3 separate regions of the Mus musculus genome follow, and regions 2 and 3 are each linked to region 1. Evidence: chromatin contacts called from public Hi-C and promoter capture Hi-C data. All regions are on one chromosome and are shown on one strand. Each heading gives the region's core, a stretch centred on a gene start, on an enhancer-like site or on the middle of the called end of the contact. The rest is flanking DNA. Distances are from core to core; before and after follow the strand shown.

Region 1 (2,585 bases), core at 45-2,544:
GTGCTGTGACACCCACCTAGTTACCTGGTTTTGAGTTAATTTGTATGCTTTGAGCAATAACCATTGTTATAAATATATAATACTCACTGGAGGGACTTGGGTTTTATTATGATTCGCATTATTTCTTTGTAGTCATAAGGTCCCTCAGAAGCTGGAGAGAGATGGCTCAGTGCTTAAAGGCGCTTGCGGCTCTTGCACAGAACGCAGGTTTGTTTTCCAGCACCCATATCAGGTGGCTTAAAACTGCCTGAATCTCCACTTCAGCAGATCTAACACCCTCTTCTAGACTCCACGGGCACCTGCACTCCAGTGGTGCATGTACATATGTAATACATACTCAGACACACTAAATAAAAACTTCAAAGTGTGTTAAAACCGGCCTAGCTACAAGGGTTAATAACCATCAGTTGCTGGCCGCGGTCGCACCTCTTCCTCGCTTGGTCTTACCTACCCCAATCATCATACCCAAAGAGCAGATTACTCCTTGACTCACTGTAGCTCTCTCATGTTACACTCGCCACCGTATCATGCCTGTGCTTTGGTCTATCTGTGTTCTGATGGACTGGTCCTCGCTGCTACTCCTCACCCCGTTGTGTATCCATTCAAGACGTTACTGACACTGCATTCCCAAAATAAAAGCATGAACAGGCTATGGTGACACACACCTTTAATCCTAGTAGAGGACGATGCTTCCCTACCAGCTCAAGGCCAGCTTGGTCTACACAGTTCCAGGCCAACCAGGGCTATGTAGTGAAACTTGTCTCAAACATTAAGTCAGAATGAACAGCTTCCTGGGGAACCACATAAACACCGCAGTCTGCCCGTCACAGCTGCCTCGGGTACTCAGCTAAATGTCTAAGGACTTGAACGCTAAACTCAACTCTGCTTCTTTTCAGTGAGTCCCTTCCTGGTATCAGAGCCCATCAGGACATGCCACTGTCACAGTTCCATGTGGTTCTTTCTGAAACTTAGTACAGTCGAAGTGTACATCTTATAAGAAAATTCTATCCAGGGCTTTTATCTACTTCCACATACTGTTTTTGAAAGATCTTAGAAATTTTCCAGTCTGGCCTGTCCAGCCAACTTTAATCTCAGGGTCCTGGGATTTCACTCATACCTTGGGTGATCCATGAATTGGAGAGAGAAAACGAGGTTGGGGAGAGATGTATTCTTTTGGCCTATGCGAAAGATGGTTTGGGCCTTAAGTGGGGTAAGCCTATTCAGCTCAGAGTCACAAAAAGGGCCTGAGCGGTTTCTACAGCAACGCTAGGAGGGTGTGGCCCCTCTGCGCCTGGTTGAGGGTTCCTCCTAAACCTCTGCAGGGATCCCTGTCTGTGACAGCCGGATGCAGCTCCTCCGACTTCCTGCCCTCACCCGGACAGAGTAAGCGCCTAAGAGAAGAGGCTTGCGATGGGCGCAAACCCTGAGCCAACTAGGGCTGGGTCCTCAAGGGGCAAGTGGAAAGGGAGAAGGGAAGTAAGAGCGAGGGCTGGGCCGGGTGCGCGAAGGAGAAGAGGTTTAGCTCTTGCCAGCTGCGGCTCGCCTGCATCCTGACTCCTACTAAAGGAACACTGTGTTAGGGACTCCCGCTGAGTGCCAGAATGGGGGCGGGGAATGGTCCTGACTCTAGCAACTTGGGGCATGGAGCAGATTCTTTTTCACACCGTCTCTGCACGTGGTATCGTTGTCTCTTTCACACACAGCACAAAGACACAGACATACACACAGACACACACCCCAGTCCTTTGACACAGAGTGTACCAAGGACCGTATGGATCACAAGCCCAGATCAACTTCCCTCACTTGTTTGCACTGCAGGAAAAACCCCAGTACTTAGCAACATAGTTTACTTAAGGTGGTGGCTCCACACCCTCTGAGCGTTCACTGTCTGAAATATCCAGGCCTGCTGGGACTTAGGAAACATTGTTCTTTCAGACATGATTTTAAAAAACACCAGCTTCCCCAGTCTTAACTCACACTTTGGATAAAGATTGAAAACTGGGAAACATCTCATGAGAATGTCCTTTGTTTTTTGCCTGAGGGATGAGATGGGGATGGTCGAATTCTAAGGAATCTTCGAACATGGCCTACTCCTGTAATCTCTGAGTCAAGAGACCTTTAAGTTTGAGGCCAGCCTGGTCAACATTGCAACACAGCAAATGTCCGGCCAGCTTGGGCTACAGAGTGAGATTCTGGGCCATGCCTTACTGATTCTGGGATTTAAACTTTCAATACCCAGGAGAAGATGGGAACCTGAAGTCACGTCTGGCAATATGGCAACCACTTCTCTGACTTTGCCCTCACCAACTCCAAATTGTTTACACCTGAGCTAAAATGCCTACTTCTCAAATGTGCAAGATCCCGAGGCAGTGAATTATGATTTTAGCTGACCCTAGCACTCATCTAAAAAGAAGAAAAGGCTAGTATAGGCTATATTCATCAAGCCACCAGGATCAGCAGGGATGTAATAAATACACTACCTAGGGATGGTAAGAACACTATATTCCTGGAAACAGTAGCCACTTTAGGAGAGATTCCATAAAATAAGGACAATGTGGGATGGATGCTCTATCATGGAAGGAAAG
Region 2 (2,585 bases), core at 25-2,524, 94 kb before region 1:
TTCAGTTCCTTGTGGAAAAGTTTTTACACTGGAGTTGGAGATTGCAACGGACACTCAAGCATCTATTTAAGATTAGCTTTGCATCTGGGCTTTCCGTAGATCTGTCACCTGAGGTTCTCGACTTGAAGGATTGGAGTGGGGGTTGGAGATATAGCTCAGTGGTACAGTACTTGCATGACATGTCCTGGGTCCCTGGGTTTAATTCTCAACAACACACACACACACACACACAAGCATACACATACACACACATACACACACACCACACACACTCACTCACTCACTCACTCACTCACTCACTCACTCAATCAATCAATCAATTTTGATTATTTAAAGTCTGTTCTACATCCTTCAACTCAGTCCCCAAACACTGCAGCTACACTGAGCCAGATGGCTTGTCTGGGACCCTACAGCCCTTACCCTGCCTTGGCCAGAATACTGTCAATGCAGGCACCTGAAGCATGGCACCAAGGAGATGCTTCAGACGGGCATTTTTCAGACTACTTGCCCTTCCCTTTCAAAAATGACAGCTGAATAGAAACTCATGGTTTTAACCAAGATAGAGTATCATAACTTATCTCCCCTACCAGAGTAGTTATAATTCTTCAGGAAGACCAGATCTGGACCACTAATACTGGAGTAATTAGGATCATTGATGGAGTTACCTGGGATGATGGTTAAGGACACCAAGATGCAAGTAAAGGTCTTACTGAGCCTGCACCTCTTTCTGGGCAGGGCAGGGTGAGATCAAACCATTTAAACGTTACCCAGCACATCTTCCCTTTAGAGTGCAGCCCCACCCACCAGCATAATTTCCCTTCATCTTTTGACTCTGCTTGTGCCCAAGCCAGCAAGCACCCCAACTATCTTCTAGTGACACTCACTGTAGGGGTTCTCCTCGTGTGTTCCACTGATGCGGCCGTCAGGAGGCACCTGGAGGTGGAAGCCAATGCCCACGTTGCAGTAGAGTCTCCGCTGTCGCTTAATGCCCACCAAATAGCCGCTTTCCCAATTCACACCCGAAATCTCTCCAGCTAGCCCAGCTCGAGACCTGGACAAGAGGGTGCCCCAGCCTCTGGAGTCCAGTAGCGTGCCGTTGGCGCGGGCGCCGGCAGGTGAGGGCACCACCATGCCCACTAGGACGCCTAAGAAGACGAGAGCCTGCAGCGTGCCCTGAACACGTCCTGCTCCCCGGGACATAGTGATGAACAGCCTCTGTCCCAGGGCCATCCACCTTGCCTCTCAGGCACGTGGTCAGAATTAATGGCCCTAAAAATACCGCCCTTCTTGTTTTTCTCCCCTCGGCATGGCGGCAGGGGCTTATTTTTGGAAGGCAGATGAAGGCTGCTGACATGAAACCAAAGCCTGCTTCAGGCACTCGGATTGAGAGCAGAAGGACCCAGGCTGAGCTGTGGCCGGTATAGACCATGGCGTGGGGACGTTCTCTAGCCGGCATGCAGGGCTCTGTCCCAAGGTGATTCTCTTTGATTTGACCTATAGTTCAGTAACCCGGCCCTCCCCTTCACCCATCACCACCCTGACGTCAGCCGGCCCAGCTCACTTACCCAGGGCTGTAACATTAACCTGCTCCTGGGCCTGGCTGCTTCCCCAGACCCTCACCACCCTCTCCAGTCCCCAGGGATTCTGAGAGCCACTGTCATTCCAGCTAGAGGCAGGAATGAAGTTAGCAGAGAGCATCTCTGCGGGAGGGTGGAGCTGGCTGGGGGCCCAGGGAAGAGGGAGGCAGAGGCCACCCAGGACCCAAATTGGGCAGTAGCCCTTGGCCCCACTGCACTGGCTTCCTTAGAGGGCAAAGGGTAAAGAAAGATGGGGAGGGCGTGATGGCAGGTGATGGATGGTGGCCTACAAGTGGCTCTCAAGACCTATTCATGGAAAGAGCTCATGGCAGAGAAGGGCCCATCTACCAGAACAGGGCATATTCTGTATTGGGCATATAGGAGAGGGTTTGTCCGGAGAAACGAGGGCTGTGGAGACAAGGAGGGATGGGTCACCTTCTCCTGCTCACCCTTTCTGGCCATGGTCTTCAGTGACAGTGGTATCAGGCTATCCCCCTGCTTCAGTTCACCATTGGCCTCTAATAGCATTCCCACTTAACAGTTGCAAAAGTCAAGTCACAAAGAAGTTACGTGGCTTGTCTGAATTACTGTGGGCAGGCAGTAAGTAGAAGGGTCAGAACCTGCAGATTCTGCACAGGTCCAGAGGCTGTTCAGGACATTGCTTATAAATAAATTTTCAAGGACCACCACGCATCTTCCTTATTATTCCTTCCTTATTATAAACCATTGAGCAATCGTTTCACCAAGACAAAACGTTCAAATTCATTGTGTGGTTGAAGATGCTGACCTTGATCTTCAGAACTTGTACAGCAGGAATGAGCGAACAAGCCTGGTTGTATGTGGTGCCGGGGATTGAACATGGGATGTCCCGCATGTAAACAGGCAGGCTATCAACTGAGCTGCAATACCGGCTGTAAAATGACCTCTCTGTTTAAGAAGCACGTGTCAAATGTCTCAGTGAATCTCTGTGTTTTCAGACAGCTTAAAATGATTTTTAAAAAAATTTAC
Region 3 (2,585 bases), core at 31-2,530, 69 kb after region 1:
GACCTCTCCATGCATGTTCTCTCATGCACATGTGTGTACATACAGACATACATCATACAGATGCCTATGAGCCAGCTGGATGTCATGGGTCATGTTTATAATCTCACCACTTGGGAGGCCGAGGCAGAATGACGGCAGCAAGTTTGAGATCAGCTTGAACTGCACCGTGAGTTCTAAAAAAGCCTGGGATACAGTTAGGAGGGACAAACAAGATCACAAGATGCCAGTGTGAAAAGGTGGGAGGAGGATGTCAAAGTGATTGTTACCTCAAACCGGAGAGGAGTGCAAGCCATGAATGCTGGTGGAGAGCTGAGCGAGGAAGGGATGGTTAGGCCTGTTCTACTCCAGGCCACAAGACCACCTGAAGAAATCTCCCCACCCCCACCCCATTTCCTAATTTCTCAAGATGCCTTAACTCATGAAAAAGCTAAATTTTAGGCAGTGTAAACCAGGCTCAGAGGGGGTTCCTACATATCCTTCATACATTTTGAAGTTTATTCAACCAAATTTTAGTATTCATTTTAATATGGACGAATTACTAGTTGTCTCTATCCCCTCCTACCACTCTGTCTCTTCTCTCTGTGTCTGAAGCCCTGTAGAAACCCAACAAGTCTTGTTGCTACTTGATAGTTGAATTCCGCACAGCTACAGATAGCTTACCTGTTCCCCGTGCTCTGCTGCCTAAAATCTGCTTCTGTTTAAAGAGCTCTGAGGCTTCAAGTGGGTGAGAATCAGACTCATCTACCAGCATGAATTTACTCAGAGTTCTGGAGAGAAAAGAGCATGTGGAATTAGCCAGACAATACAGCTGGAAAATCCAACAGGCAGGCTGTATTCTACTCTGAACATCACACTTGGAAGGAGTGAATCCTTCAGGCCCACAATAGATTAGTCTGGGATAGCAGGTCAGACCTGTAAGTAACTTTGAACTTGATGTGAAAGGTCAGTGGATGGAATGCTGCTGAGGGAATCCATGTAGTCCCACAGGATTCAAAGCGGAAACTAAAACTGGCTGGGCAGAAGCAGGAAGCCGAGATTGAAATAAAAAAAGCTGTCCATCACTTCTCCTTTCTAACCACAGGGGATCAGAAAATGGGCTGTTTTCCCAGCCCAATGGGCTTTCCTACCTCTGAAGCTCTGTTATAGGGAACCACAGAAGACTCCAGAATATACTTTTAAAGTCAATGAAGATGCTGGGATGTTCTTACTCAGCTGAAGATCTTGTTTCCCTCCCCAGCCTTCCATGCACCTCCTCCTTGTTGGCACTAGGGAGTGACATCAGAATTGCAGCTAGTGACATCACTGTTTCTATAGCAACCATGTGAGGCTGCCTAAGATTGAGTGCTCAAAAAAAGGGGGGGGGAGGAGGAAGGGTGGAAATAAATATACTCTATGGCTCTGACATCCAGTTAGAAGAACTGGCCTTGTTTTCTCCTATTACTTCTGAGTGTTAGAGTGAAATGGGGGAGTATGGGAGGGGAAGCCTTTCCCAATGGATTTCATTTAAAACAGCAGAGTATTATCAACATATCCACTTATCTGACCTGGCTTTCTCCTATTGATTCACTTCCTTTAGTATTTGAGGTGGGTGAATATGGGAGAGAAAATCAAGCCAATGGATTCCATTAAAACAGCAGAGTATTGTCAACAAATTCAGATGGCAGCACAGGAGAGGATCCTGATTCACACTGGCTAGTCCTGAAATTGATGACCTGAACTAACTGTGGGGCTGCATCTCTCTCGTTGTTGCTGCTGGCTTTGTCACTGGCACAAGCCACCATGCCTGGCCCAAAAACAGTCTAACCAAGGAACAAAGTTCCAACAAAGGTGAAAAACAACACACCACACCCACTCCAAACCAAAAAACCCCAAACCAAACACAAAATCAAAACCAACAAAAACCCGAACAGATTCAAAAGCAACTGGATATTGGTATCCTTCAATAAAGCCATTTGCCAACTACCAACTTTTATTATGGATCGTTCTCATCTTAGAAAAAAAAGTAGGCTTGTTGGCTTCTGCCAGAGCCTTTGCAGCTCAGACACACTGCATCTGTGTACTTCCCTGATGTTTGAAGAGGCAGGCACACTGGCTGGCTGACAGCTTTTTGCAGGTGACCAAGGTTCTTTATATCATTTAGTCACCTGAGCCTATTAATAATCATTTGAGGCAAGCAGCAGGCATCTGTTTCCCAGTTAGGTGTTGAACTGGATAAAATACTCCAGGTATTAAAATCAGTGCTCTTTCAACTATGACACCTTGAGACCAAAAGTGCTTGACCCAGAGTTGGTAAGTGATATACTTACTTCCTAGGTTATGAGGCATGTGCAAAATGGGAATGGGATATGTCAATTTATCAGAACTTGGAGAGTACCATAATATTTATATCAATCTCAGAATCAGGGGCTAGCAAATTCTGAGCTCTAGTCAAGAAAGAAGGAGGCCAAGAAATGCAAGGCAATTGGGCATTACTGAGCTTCAGAGTAAAAGGGCTTCTTTTCTAGTTCAATTGGATAAATGGCAATTCTCATCAATACTGGGTCAGCTGGGCCCAGAGGTGAAGACCTGAAATCACAGTGTCTCAA

What was found. A called contact is a pair of places that touch in the nucleus more often than the background predicts. Capture Hi-C pulls out chosen DNA fragments and counts their contacts.
Region 2: a promoter capture Hi-C map of adipose tissue shows a contact between it and region 1. The contact joins the promoter of Fgf6 here to the promoter of Dyrk4 in region 1. A contact is called at or near these places in 3 of 115 datasets of contacts at active chromatin or transcription factors (all in embryonic stem cells) and 1 of 9 other capture datasets (adipose tissue).
Region 3: a contact with region 1 is called in a Hi-C map of peritoneal macrophages, with 2.4 times the contacts expected there. The contact joins the promoter of Akap3 here to the promoter of Dyrk4 in region 1. A contact is called at or near these places in 7 of 39 promoter capture datasets (the C10 cell line, the HPC-7 cell line, embryonic stem cells and 1 more), 15 of 484 Hi-C or Micro-C datasets (the G1E-ER4 cell line, the STO cell line, Th17 cells and 7 more), 8 of 115 datasets of contacts at active chromatin or transcription factors (bone marrow-derived macrophages, embryonic stem cells, pancreatic cancer cells and 1 more) and 4 of 9 other capture datasets (adipose tissue, embryonic stem cells, liver and 1 more).

Annotation. Positions count from the first base shown.
Region 1 is chr6:126,920,548-126,923,132 of GRCm38.p6, reverse strand. Dyrk4 (dual-specificity tyrosine-(Y)-phosphorylation regulated kinase 4) reads left to right here and starts at 1,294. Exons shown (of 15, transcript NM_207210.2): 1 at 1,294-1,383. The coding sequence starts at 1,346.
Region 2 is chr6:127,014,231-127,016,815 of GRCm38.p6, reverse strand. It overlaps Fgf6 (fibroblast growth factor 6), which reads right to left and starts at 1,274. Exons shown (of 3, transcript NM_010204.1): 1 at 885-1,274. The coding sequence starts at 1,230.
Region 3 is chr6:126,851,793-126,854,377 of GRCm38.p6, reverse strand. Akap3 (A kinase (PRKA) anchor protein 3) reads right to left here and starts at 1,280. Exons shown (of 6, transcript NM_009650.2): 1 at 1,128-1,280.